Linked DNA regions of Cyprinus carpio: region 2 is linked to region 1. A link is a contact called in public Hi-C data. All regions are on one chromosome and are shown on one strand. Each heading gives the region's core, a stretch centred on a gene start, on an enhancer-like site or on the middle of the called end of the contact. The rest is flanking DNA. Distances are from core to core; before and after follow the strand shown. Region 1 overlaps LOC109066464 (E3 ubiquitin-protein ligase RNF165-like). Region 2 holds the start of LOC109045955 (thrombospondin-4-B).

Region 1 (5,208 bases), core at 950-3,449:
GACCTTTTATTTATCAGTTGTTTTGTTTGTTTCTCATTATTTGGTCTTTTACCTTAAAAAAGATAACTTTTTTATAACTGAACATGTTTTCTACCTGCGCTGCAGTAGCTGTTGCTGGATGAGGTATTGCTGCTGTAAGGCTTGAGGTAAGAAAGGGGGCGGGACTTCCTGGTACTGAGGCGGGGCGATGGGAGGGGGCGGGAACTCAGCAGGCAGCGGTGTTGCCGTAGCAGCCAGGTGAAAATGCCGGCAGGAGGTAGCATGACTATGCTGGTGCCTGCTAAAATGTGCTCCTGTACGGGACAAGCAATAACCCATCAGAGATCAGCAACGTGTGAAGATGACAGTGTTATGGTGAAGAATGGTGTGTTGTATATGGAATGTTGTGATTTATTTATAGGATAATTTGTGTGTGAAATTTAATTTCTGTAGGTGTGATGTTTACAAGGCTTTGTACGGCTTTTTAAAATGTAAAATGGTTTCACTATTTATTTATTTTTGATTTATTTGATTATATGATTTATTTGTGTTAAATCATTTATAAATCGTCTCACAAACAAATTAAATGTTTTTTCATATTATATTATATTATATTATATATATATATATATATATATATATATATTTTATTAAGTATTAATATGGTTTTTTTTTAAATAGTATGCAGTATACAACATAAAATGCACAGCAATTCAGTAAATAGTTCATTAATATTCAATTCGAAATGCATGTACAGTTTGCAAAAATACCACTTACATTTTTTTAATTTACCATGGTAACAATAGTTTCAGCAAAAATACCACATTTACTGCAGTTATTGTTATTACAGAAAAAAAACTTGTTTCTATTTATTCATTAATAAAACATGAAAATAATAATATAATAAATAAAAACCACCAACTAATTTAATTTGTAATTAATTAAATTAAACCATTTAATGTTTGTCATCAGTAAAACATGAAAATAAATAGAATAGCAAAATAAATAACAATAACTCAATTAAAATGAAATGAATGAAAAATATAAAAAACACCGTTATTGTTAAAAAACTTATAATTTGGCAATAGCCACTGACAAAATAAAACAAAGGCAAAATAACTAAAATAACAGTAAATAAATAAAATTTCTAAAAGCTAATTTTAAAATTCGAATTTACTATTTGTAATTTTTTATATAATAGAATTAATATCTGGAGTAACTATGGCAGTTTAATAGAAACTGTGTTTACCATGGTAAACGTTTGTAAGTGTTAGTGATGTGGTGTATTATCTTATTAGCAGGACATGAAGCAGAACCAGAGAAGCAGCCGTTCTGATTGATGTCCTGCATTAGAGAATATTACCTGTTCTTTATTTAACTGAAGCCAGCTGACGATTCTTATGCTTTGACACGTCCCGCGTTACGGCAGGTAGGACTCGTTCTTTATCTGGATTACCACAGATCTAACTGATCCCATTCCCTCAGGATTAGTTGTGTGTGTGTGGTTTTTTTTAGGGGAAATATACTAGACCTAATGGTGTCAGGCTGGACAGCTTGTTTAAGATGGAATCTATCCATCTTATTTTTAATATAAATTTGGAAGCCTATTTCCACCATGTATGTAATGAGATTAAAAGTCAAAATTATGACGTAAATCCTAACTATGAGATAAAAGTTGAAATTACGACACACTAAATCGAATTATGAGATAATCAAAATTATCAGACAAAATCAAAACATTATTATGGGATAAAAAAAGTCAAAGTTATGTCATACTAAGTTGAAGTTATGACCTAGCAAGTCATAATTATAAATCAAAATTATGACATACAACGTCGAAATTATAAAATGAAGTCAAAATTATGAGACAAAAAACAATGATGAGATAAAAAGTCAAAGTTATGACCTAGAAAGTCATAATTATAAGTCAAAATTATGACAAAATTATGACTTTAAAGGTCAAAATTGATTTTAAGACTAAGTTATGACTAAAGTCATGATTATGAGAAAAAACGATTTACTGTTATTTTTCTAGTAAGTTTTCTACAGTGGCTAATGAAGCAGACGTCTCACACATTCACAGTAAATCACTTGGTTCCCGTGTGGATCGGCCCTAATGACAGGTGTTTCTGAGAGTAGACCCGGCTGATTCAGCAGTCACACGGATTCAGTGACGGACATAACAGACAGATGGAGGGCTGGGGGTTTCAGGGACACACAGAGGGGGAGGGAATGATGGGATTGAGGAGGGGGAGGGGAAGGAGAGAGAACTGGAGGAGGAAGGGACTGTTTGACAGCTGCTCCTCAAAGTTCTATTTCAGCCGTTCAGCTGTCCAGCTCTCTCTCTCTCACACACACACACACACACACACACACAGGGTTTCAACGTTTTATGGGTCTTTCCATATACATACACTGTAAAAAATCCAACTTTCGAAAAGTTCTACTAACCAATGTAAAAAAGTACCCTGAACAAAGAATTTTTAGAAGTCAGTTAAATCTTTTTTGTGTACACTGAACAAAAATACTCTAAACACATTGCTAACTAAAGTTGTTTTTTCTAACCTTACTTAGATACCCAAATTTGTTCACAACATATCCAGATGTTCTCCCAACTTTTCAAATCGAGTCATCCGAACAAACAAGTTCCCAGCATGTATTGCAGCTTGAAAATTGTGTTATGTTAATAATTACTAAAATGTTATTATTTTTTTAAAATTTTACTAGCTTAATTTATGCTGCTGCTGCTGTCGTCTCTGTTAGTTAGCTGTCATGTGGATCAGAGTTCATATTTTTACTGATTTAAAATGTGTTGATCGTCACCATGGTTGAGAATCATGTGCTGAGGTACTGTATATGTGCATCTCATTGCAACTAGTTTAATACATTTGTCTCTGCATAAATGTTTGCCTTTAGATTTAAGAGGTAAACACTACCCCTAACATGTAAAAGGCTTTGAAAATAAACCATCTAAACCAATCTAAAAGAAAGAGGACTGCTAAATGGATTGCTAAATGCTAAAAAAATCTTTGGTTGCTCTGACAGATCTTTTAACAGTCAGTAAATAGACTTTTATTCAATAGATGAACTAAAGTTTTTAAATTGTCGGTTGCTAGTAGGGATTTGCGGTACCACTTATTTAGTTTTCGATCCGGTACCGATATTGTTCAAGGTAGTATCGTCGATACTGATATGTTACTTCTGAACTAAAATTTTCAATTACGAAATGTATTAAATTATAAAATTACTAAGAGTAAAATTGGTAATGATAACCACTTTTTTTTAAACACATTTTAACATTCAATACACCTTAATTGTAACTAATAAGGTTATATTTTTGTTTGCACATGGTTCAGATATGTTTTTTGTTTACACATGATTCAAATCTACAAATACTACAGTTGAACTACGGTCACTGGTTCATTTTCATAAGTGACCGCCAGTGACAGGCTGTTGCACACATAAAATGCAACTTTTTTTGACCGTGTATGATTTAAATTAACATTACAGAATAGAACATGATCAATATTATCTTTCAACATTCAATTTCAATAAATGTAATTGCACAAACTATGTAGACTTTTTCTGTCCTCTGATAAGCATTGTTCAGGGCTGCCGTTCCCAAAAGCTTTAATGCTTTCTTAAGATAGTTTTGGGAAACACAGTCCTGCTTGAAAGCACTGTCAGTGAGTGAACGCTCTCTGTCATGGATTGGTTCAATATTGCAACATTTGCATGTGTTCAGATTAGCAGCAAAATAGTTCTATCCTTCACAATTATTTACTTACATAGGTTATTCGTCCAATTCAATGCATTATTTTTTTATTAACCAAACAAAATCACTGGTAAATAAAACACACCTTAGTATCGATATTTTTTGTTTGAGTATCGATATTTACGATACTCACATCAGTATCGATATATAGATACGCCCATCCCTAGTTGCTAGTTGGGTTAACTTAAGTTGAGTGTGATAGGTTGCCTTCTTTTTTTGAGTTAAGTCAACTTTTGTTTTTTTTTTTTAACAGTGTAATGATTTTTATAATGTATATACTGTATATTTATCTCCCAACGCTAAAATGACCCCTAAATACAACTCTAACAGAAATGTTTCTGCATATTTAGTATGATTTCTGCACTGAAAAAAGTGTTTTTCCACAAGATCAAAAATTTTGGGTATTACTATCCTTGTCCCCACAACATCGGGAATACCTGAACCACGCACACTTAAAAAAACAACAAAGAAAGTTTAAAAGTTTGCTACTTCCTAACATAATCCTGCTTTGGTGATACCATAAAACCTTTATAGAATTTTATTATTAAACAGATTTTTGGAATACTTTATTGTGGTTTGTGTCAGATGCTTTTAAAAATTTAAATTGCAATGATATATACAGAAAAAAGATGAAACTAGCATGGCTGTATACACACGACCGTCCAAAAGGTTAAGGTCTGTAAGATTTTTTGTTTCTCAAGGGAGTCTCAAATCAATTATTTGATCAAAATACAGCAAAATCAGAAATAATATTACTATTTAAAATAGCTCTTTTCTACTTTAATATATTTTAAAATGTAATTTATTCCTGTGATCAAAGCTGAATTTTCAGCATCGTTACTCCAGTCTTCAGTGTCACATGATCCTTCAGAAATCATTTAAAAAAAATTTTTTTTTTTGCACTGAATTGATCCGTAGTGATAGTAAAGACATTTAAAATCTTATAAAGGATTTCTATTTCAAATATATGCTGTTCTTAACATTCACCCCAAATTAATTTACATTCTATATTCACCCCAAACATTTGAACAGTAAATATATACACAGCTTAATATGCAGAAAATCACTAACTCAATAATCCCTCCTTAGGTAGAGAAGTTTGTTTCACCCTCAATAATACAATAATGCATGTAAAGTATAAACAATGTCTGGTCATATTCAGATCTGTGTTTGAGTAACGCAGAATGAAGTTTGTGATGGCAAAAAAAGCATGAATCTGACCTCTGCCTTAAAAGAATAGTACACAGAAATTAATACTGTGTCATCATGTTGTTCTAAACCTGCATGACTGTGTTTCTTCTACTGAACACACACACAAAAGATATTTTGAAGAACGTTGAGTCCAAACAACATTGGACACCTTTGACAAAAGAACAAGACATTTTTCAAAATACCACCTTTGGCGTTCTACACTAATTGACTGAATTTCAACTTGATTTTTCAGCATTGCTCAT
Region 2 (5,208 bases), core at 777-3,276, 54 kb after region 1:
GGTCCAACATAACCAGACATTCAGAGAAAGACTTAAGGCCAGATCCTGTTGTAACACAGGCTCGCGCCAACGGAAGGCAGTTTGAATCAGAACATTCCAGAACTTTGCCCACCTGGGTCTTAACGTACTCATAATGCTTCAGAAAGCTTTAATGACAGAGCAGCTTCGGCTAAAGACTGTAATTTAGGTCTTAACACACTCACACACAGGGCAGCATTCGCCGCTCTGATTAGGATGTGGGATTATGTCACTCACCACAACATCATGTGATTGGTCAGTGGTCAGTGTGATCGGCCAATTTGTGGTGTGAATATGAGTATGTATGTGTTATATCAGTATCAGACAAGTCTGTTATTAGTGATACTGACCGCATGAGTAACAGACTGGAGATCCACCACCAGACTAGTGATATGTAGATTTCTTCTCTCTGTCATCATAGTCTAGCCATTACTGTGAACAGTTTTTTTCTGCAAAAAATGCCATGGTGGTAAGGTGGTTTCTAGGGTGTTGCTGTGGTGTTGTGGGAGGTTGCTAGGTGGTTGCTGGGCAATGTTAGGTGGTTTCTGAGGTGTTGTAGGAGGTTGCTAGGGCATTGCTACAGTAGAAAGTTTCAGATGTGTTGTGGGTATTTGCTAGGGGGTTGCTAAGGCATTGCTAAGGAGTTGTGGGAGGTTGCTAGGTGTTTGCTGGGCATTTTAGGTGGTTTCTGTGGTGTTGTGGGTGGTTACTAGGGTGTTGCTGCGATAATGTGGGAGGTTGCTGGGTGGTTGCTGGGCAATGTTTGGTGGTTTCTGAAGTGTTGTAGGAGGTTGCTAGGGCATTGCTACAGTAGAAAGTTTCAGATGTGTTGTGGGTATTTGCTAGTTGGTTGCTGGGACATTGTGGGAGGTTGCTAGGGCATAGCTAGGACGTTTCTGGGGTATTTTGGAAAGTTTCTAAGGCGTTGCTGGGGTGTTTGGGTGGTTTTGGCTGCTGGTATGACATTTTTATTAGGAGGTTGCTGGGAAGTTTCTAAGGTGTTGTGGAAAGTTGCTGGGTAGTTGTTAGGTGGTTGCTGGGATGGTCTGAGTGGTTGCTAGGCCACTGGTAGGATGTTACTTGAGTGTTGTGGGTAATAAAAGTTCTGAGTAGTTGCTGAAGTGTGAATTATGGAGTTTAATACTTATATTTATTCAGATCACTGACCCTGAGTATAATAGTATGAGTATGACAATAGTAATTCTTGACCAGCTGAATTGAATAGATAGACATATCAACGTACGTACAACTCATAAGGTCTTTGCACACTGAGTCTGAAATTTTCGTATGCATTTTTTTTTTCGTATTTTGTCATCCTTTCCAATGAAAATGCAAATGCGAAAATGCAGAAAATCAAACCTGATCCCAATGTTTTTATGACGGACGAAAGATTCGGAGGTAAATGTGATTGACACAAAGTGAAGTCGTATTTATTTTTAATGTGCGAAAATTTCAGGCGAGAATTTCGGACTCAGTGTGCAATGACCTAGTCTCACAGATGTTTCTTTGCCTTTTGTAAAGTTACTTTGAATGTTATTAAACTGCCATTGAGTTGAAAGATGAGATAATTGGTCCCAATTGCTGCTGTATCATTAAACGGCTGTTACCATTTGCCTGCCTCACATGTGTATCTGAGTTTTTAATTTATTTTTTATTACAGAATCCTTTGCACAAGAATCAGACCTTCACGGAACATTAGCAACCCTCCATCCAGTTATCTTTAAACAATTCCCCAGAGATCCTCCCAGGCAGACATATTTTATGGCACCTGCCAGTCAAAATGACAGGAAAGTATGTGAAAACTTGAGAAAGGAAGATTGGATGGAGGGAAAAGAAGGACGGAGTGAAGGATGTGGAACAAATGGAACCTCATAAAAGGTACCAATAAGAGTGAGCCAGGCCCGCCAATTATACGGCACCGCTCTGTGCTCCACCCCCCTCAGCATGGAGGTGTCTGTTAGACTCATAGCTCCGCCCAGCACAGCTGCTGTTAGTTGACAGACAGTCTGTTACCTCAACCCAACACACACACACACACACACATCATTAAAACCCCAAGACACATAGACCTCACTCTTTTCTTCTGTCCCTCACTCCTGCTCAATCACACAGACTTTCTCTATAAAACTCTCACATACAAGACACTGAAGCCAAAAGGCACAAAGGAATCTAAGATCAGCTCTCATAAGACTTCTCTCTCACACACTCCTTCTGTGGGGTGGCAGAAGGTTGAGATAAAGATGACCGGCACGATGCATCTCCTTGCGGCCGTTTCTCTAATCTTGACTTTCAGCTCAGCAAGCACAGAATCAACCGGTGAGTACACAAAGTTTCCTTAATAGGTTAAAATGTTTCTTTAATTCATGACTAGTTTAGCCGCCTGTGAGTATTTAAGTTTATTTGACAGTAGTTTTATTTACACTCTTGCACCTTTTCTCACCGTTTCTATGTCTGTCTCTTAAAATCTCACACTGAGCTGTATATCTCAGTCTAAAAGTGTCTGGTTTCTTCTGTAATGGCTGGTTTCTTTGTTTCTTACATTTTAAATTTTCTTTTCCTCTTTACTTTCATCTTCTCTCTTTCTCTGTATCCCACAATTTCTTGTCATCTCCTTTTTTTTGATTTCTCAATTTATCCGTCTCAACGATGTGGATGTGTTTATCCCACAGCATCAGGCTCCAATTTTGATTTTTGGTAATTGCCTTTGTGTATGAGAGAAAGAGTTAAAGTGTGTGTGTGTGTGTGTGTGTGTGTGTGTGTGTGTGTGTGTGTGTGAGGGAGAGAGAGTGTGAGAACGGTAGTTCATTCTGGGCTATAGAAGTCATAATGTCTTTTGCAGCAAGGATGAGATTGCATTATTTTATTGAATCTGAAAACCGGACACATAATACTTAAAAAAAAAAAAAAAACACACACTAAATACTTCCACCTACCAGACCATAAACATTCCCCCTTTTTAATGTCAATGTAATATTTACTTCAAGACATGTGACTGTTTGAACATTAAAATGACAAATAATACATAAAGTCAAATCACACATGTTGGCAATCACGGCCATCATGTAAATATTTCAGCACACCATCTGTGAAATGAAATTATGCTTTTGAGCAACAAACAGCTCTTTGAAATGAGCAAACTATACTCTTACTTCACAAGAAAGTAAAGATAAACAAGAAGCACAATAAAAGCCTTGGTTTTTATGGGAATATTGCTTAGTTGTATTGAAGTGCTGATTGCAAAGGCATGAAAATGAGTCAGACCATCTCTCTCGGTTAAAATATTGGGAAACACATCATCCTTGAGTCATTAAGTTTTTTTTCATACAACATTATGTTTGCCTGTTCAGCCAATGGCACGCTTCCATCGCCATAACAACCAACATCTGTATTTGACATCCGGCAGTGACACCGCAACGGCCGTCCGTTCACCTGGTTTCCATGTAATTTTCCAGTGAAAATTTTCAATGGATAAGATCCAGTTCGATCCCAGTTATACAAACTAAGACCAGTTGCTTCAGTTACAGGAGTTTCTGTTTATAAACTCAAAATATTAATCTGAAATTTAAGCTTTTTCTGCTTATTCTGGAAAGCAACAAGAAATGTTTATATTTTTGTCTAATGTTGCTCACCAAATTGTATGTCACTCATCAAGCACGTTAGATACGGTCTGGGTTTCAGCATTCAGACACACACTTAATATCCCATTCGCAGTGCCAAAACATTCCAAATTTGAATGCGTTTGAAAGCCATTAGACTTTCGGTTACCGTCAAGCTGTGTTATGCTTTAAAAAAACAACTAATTCTTGCCATGTGCAAACTTCAAAGAAGTACAAATCCCCAAACATTTATTTGGCCACATGCAACTGGCTAAATAAACAGGAACAGTATTTACAGTCTAACAGAAATGACATCAACCTGGGCATCACTCCCAGCATGTATTAGCCTGAGAAACAACTACATGTTTGTGAGCAGTATGCTTTGTGTTTGACTAACTGTTATAATCTTTAAATAATGTTTTCCTGCAGTGTATAACCTCTTAACGTCACCGGACTGCCTACCGGATCTACTACACGGAGGCTTGGCAGAGCAGGGAGTAACAGAACTCTTTATTCTCACAACGTTCCGTCTCCAGCCTCGAACTGGAAACACCATATTCAGCCTGTACAATCCGCAAGACAACAGCAAGTACTTTGAGTTTTCTGTGCTTGGGAAACTCAATAAAGGTGGGTAAACTTTGATTATACCATACTTTTGTTTTTTATTTTACATCATAATTTAGAAGTAATAGGCTATTTTCTGTCCCATTTTTAACCCCCTCATCAGAACGCTCTGTTTGAATAGGCATGGTGGATTGTAGACTCAGAAGTGGCACTAAATTAAAAATGAAGTTCATCAAATTCAGTTTGATGGTTTCTGTGTAGACCTGCGTTTGCCGCTCTTGTCTATCACCTACTGTGTGCGCGAATCAGTGGGCGTGGCTAAAAGGCAGCGATGTAGAAGCAGGCGTTGCTCTTCTTCTGCAGAGGCTTGTGTAGCCACACTATTACGTTATAAAGTGGCACATTCCACAAGTTGTTTTGGCAGATTGGCTTTAATGTAAACTGCTTTTAGACTAACAAGAACGTTTTGAGTTCTGAAAGCCATTACTGTGAACAAAGCTTTTTTTTAATATTTTTATATTTTCTGCTAAGATTGCCATGGTGCTAAGGTGGTTGCTTGGGGGGTGGGGCTTGGGGGGAGGTTAGTTGCTATGGGGTTGCTAGGGTGTTGTGAGAGGTTGCTAGGCAGTTGCTGGGAATTTTAGGTGGTTTCTGAGGTGTTGTGGGTGGTTGCTAGGGCATTGCTACAGTTGAAAGTTTCAGGAGTGTTGTGGGTAGTTGCTAGGGTGTTGTCGCGGCATTGTGGGAGGTTGCTAGTTGGTTGCTGGGACATTGTGGGAGGTTGCTAGGGGCATAGCTAGGAAGATTCTGGGGTATTTTGGAAAGTTTCTAGGGCGTTGCTGGGGTGTTTGGGTGGTTTTGGCTGTTGGTAGGACATTGTGGGAGGTTGCTGGGAAGTTTCTAAGGTGTTGTAGATAGTTGCTGGGTAGTTGTTGGGTGGTTGCTGGGGTGTTCTGAGTGGTTGCTAGGCCACTGCTAGGATGTTACGTTATAAAGTGGCAGATTGGCTTTAATATAAACTGCTTTTAGA

Evidence for each region. A called contact is a pair of places that touch in the nucleus more often than the background predicts.
Region 2: a Hi-C map of red blood cells shows a contact between it and region 1, with 2.5 times the contacts expected there. The contact joins the promoter of LOC109045955 here to the enhancer-like site in region 1. A contact is called at or near these places in 2 of 8 Hi-C or Micro-C datasets (red blood cells and skeletal muscle).

Annotation. Positions count from the first base shown.
Region 1 is chrB21:3,932,027-3,937,234 of ASM1834038v1, forward strand. LOC109066464 (E3 ubiquitin-protein ligase RNF165-like) reads right to left here. Exons shown (of 8, transcript XM_042747526.1): 2 at 95-293. Among protein-coding and RNA genes, the nearest start is that of LOC109066464, 9.8 kb to the right of the region's middle. Within about 2 kb of position 2,200, at least 4 of the 8 cell types and tissues checked have an H3K27ac peak or open chromatin away from gene starts, as enhancers often do. A contact at or near this core is called in skeletal muscle, where this site is marked.
Region 2 is chrB21:3,985,774-3,990,981 of ASM1834038v1, forward strand. LOC109045955 (thrombospondin-4-B) reads left to right here and starts at 2,027. Exons shown (of 22, transcript XM_042747706.1): 1 at 2,027-2,334; 2 at 4,044-4,241. The coding sequence starts at 2,259.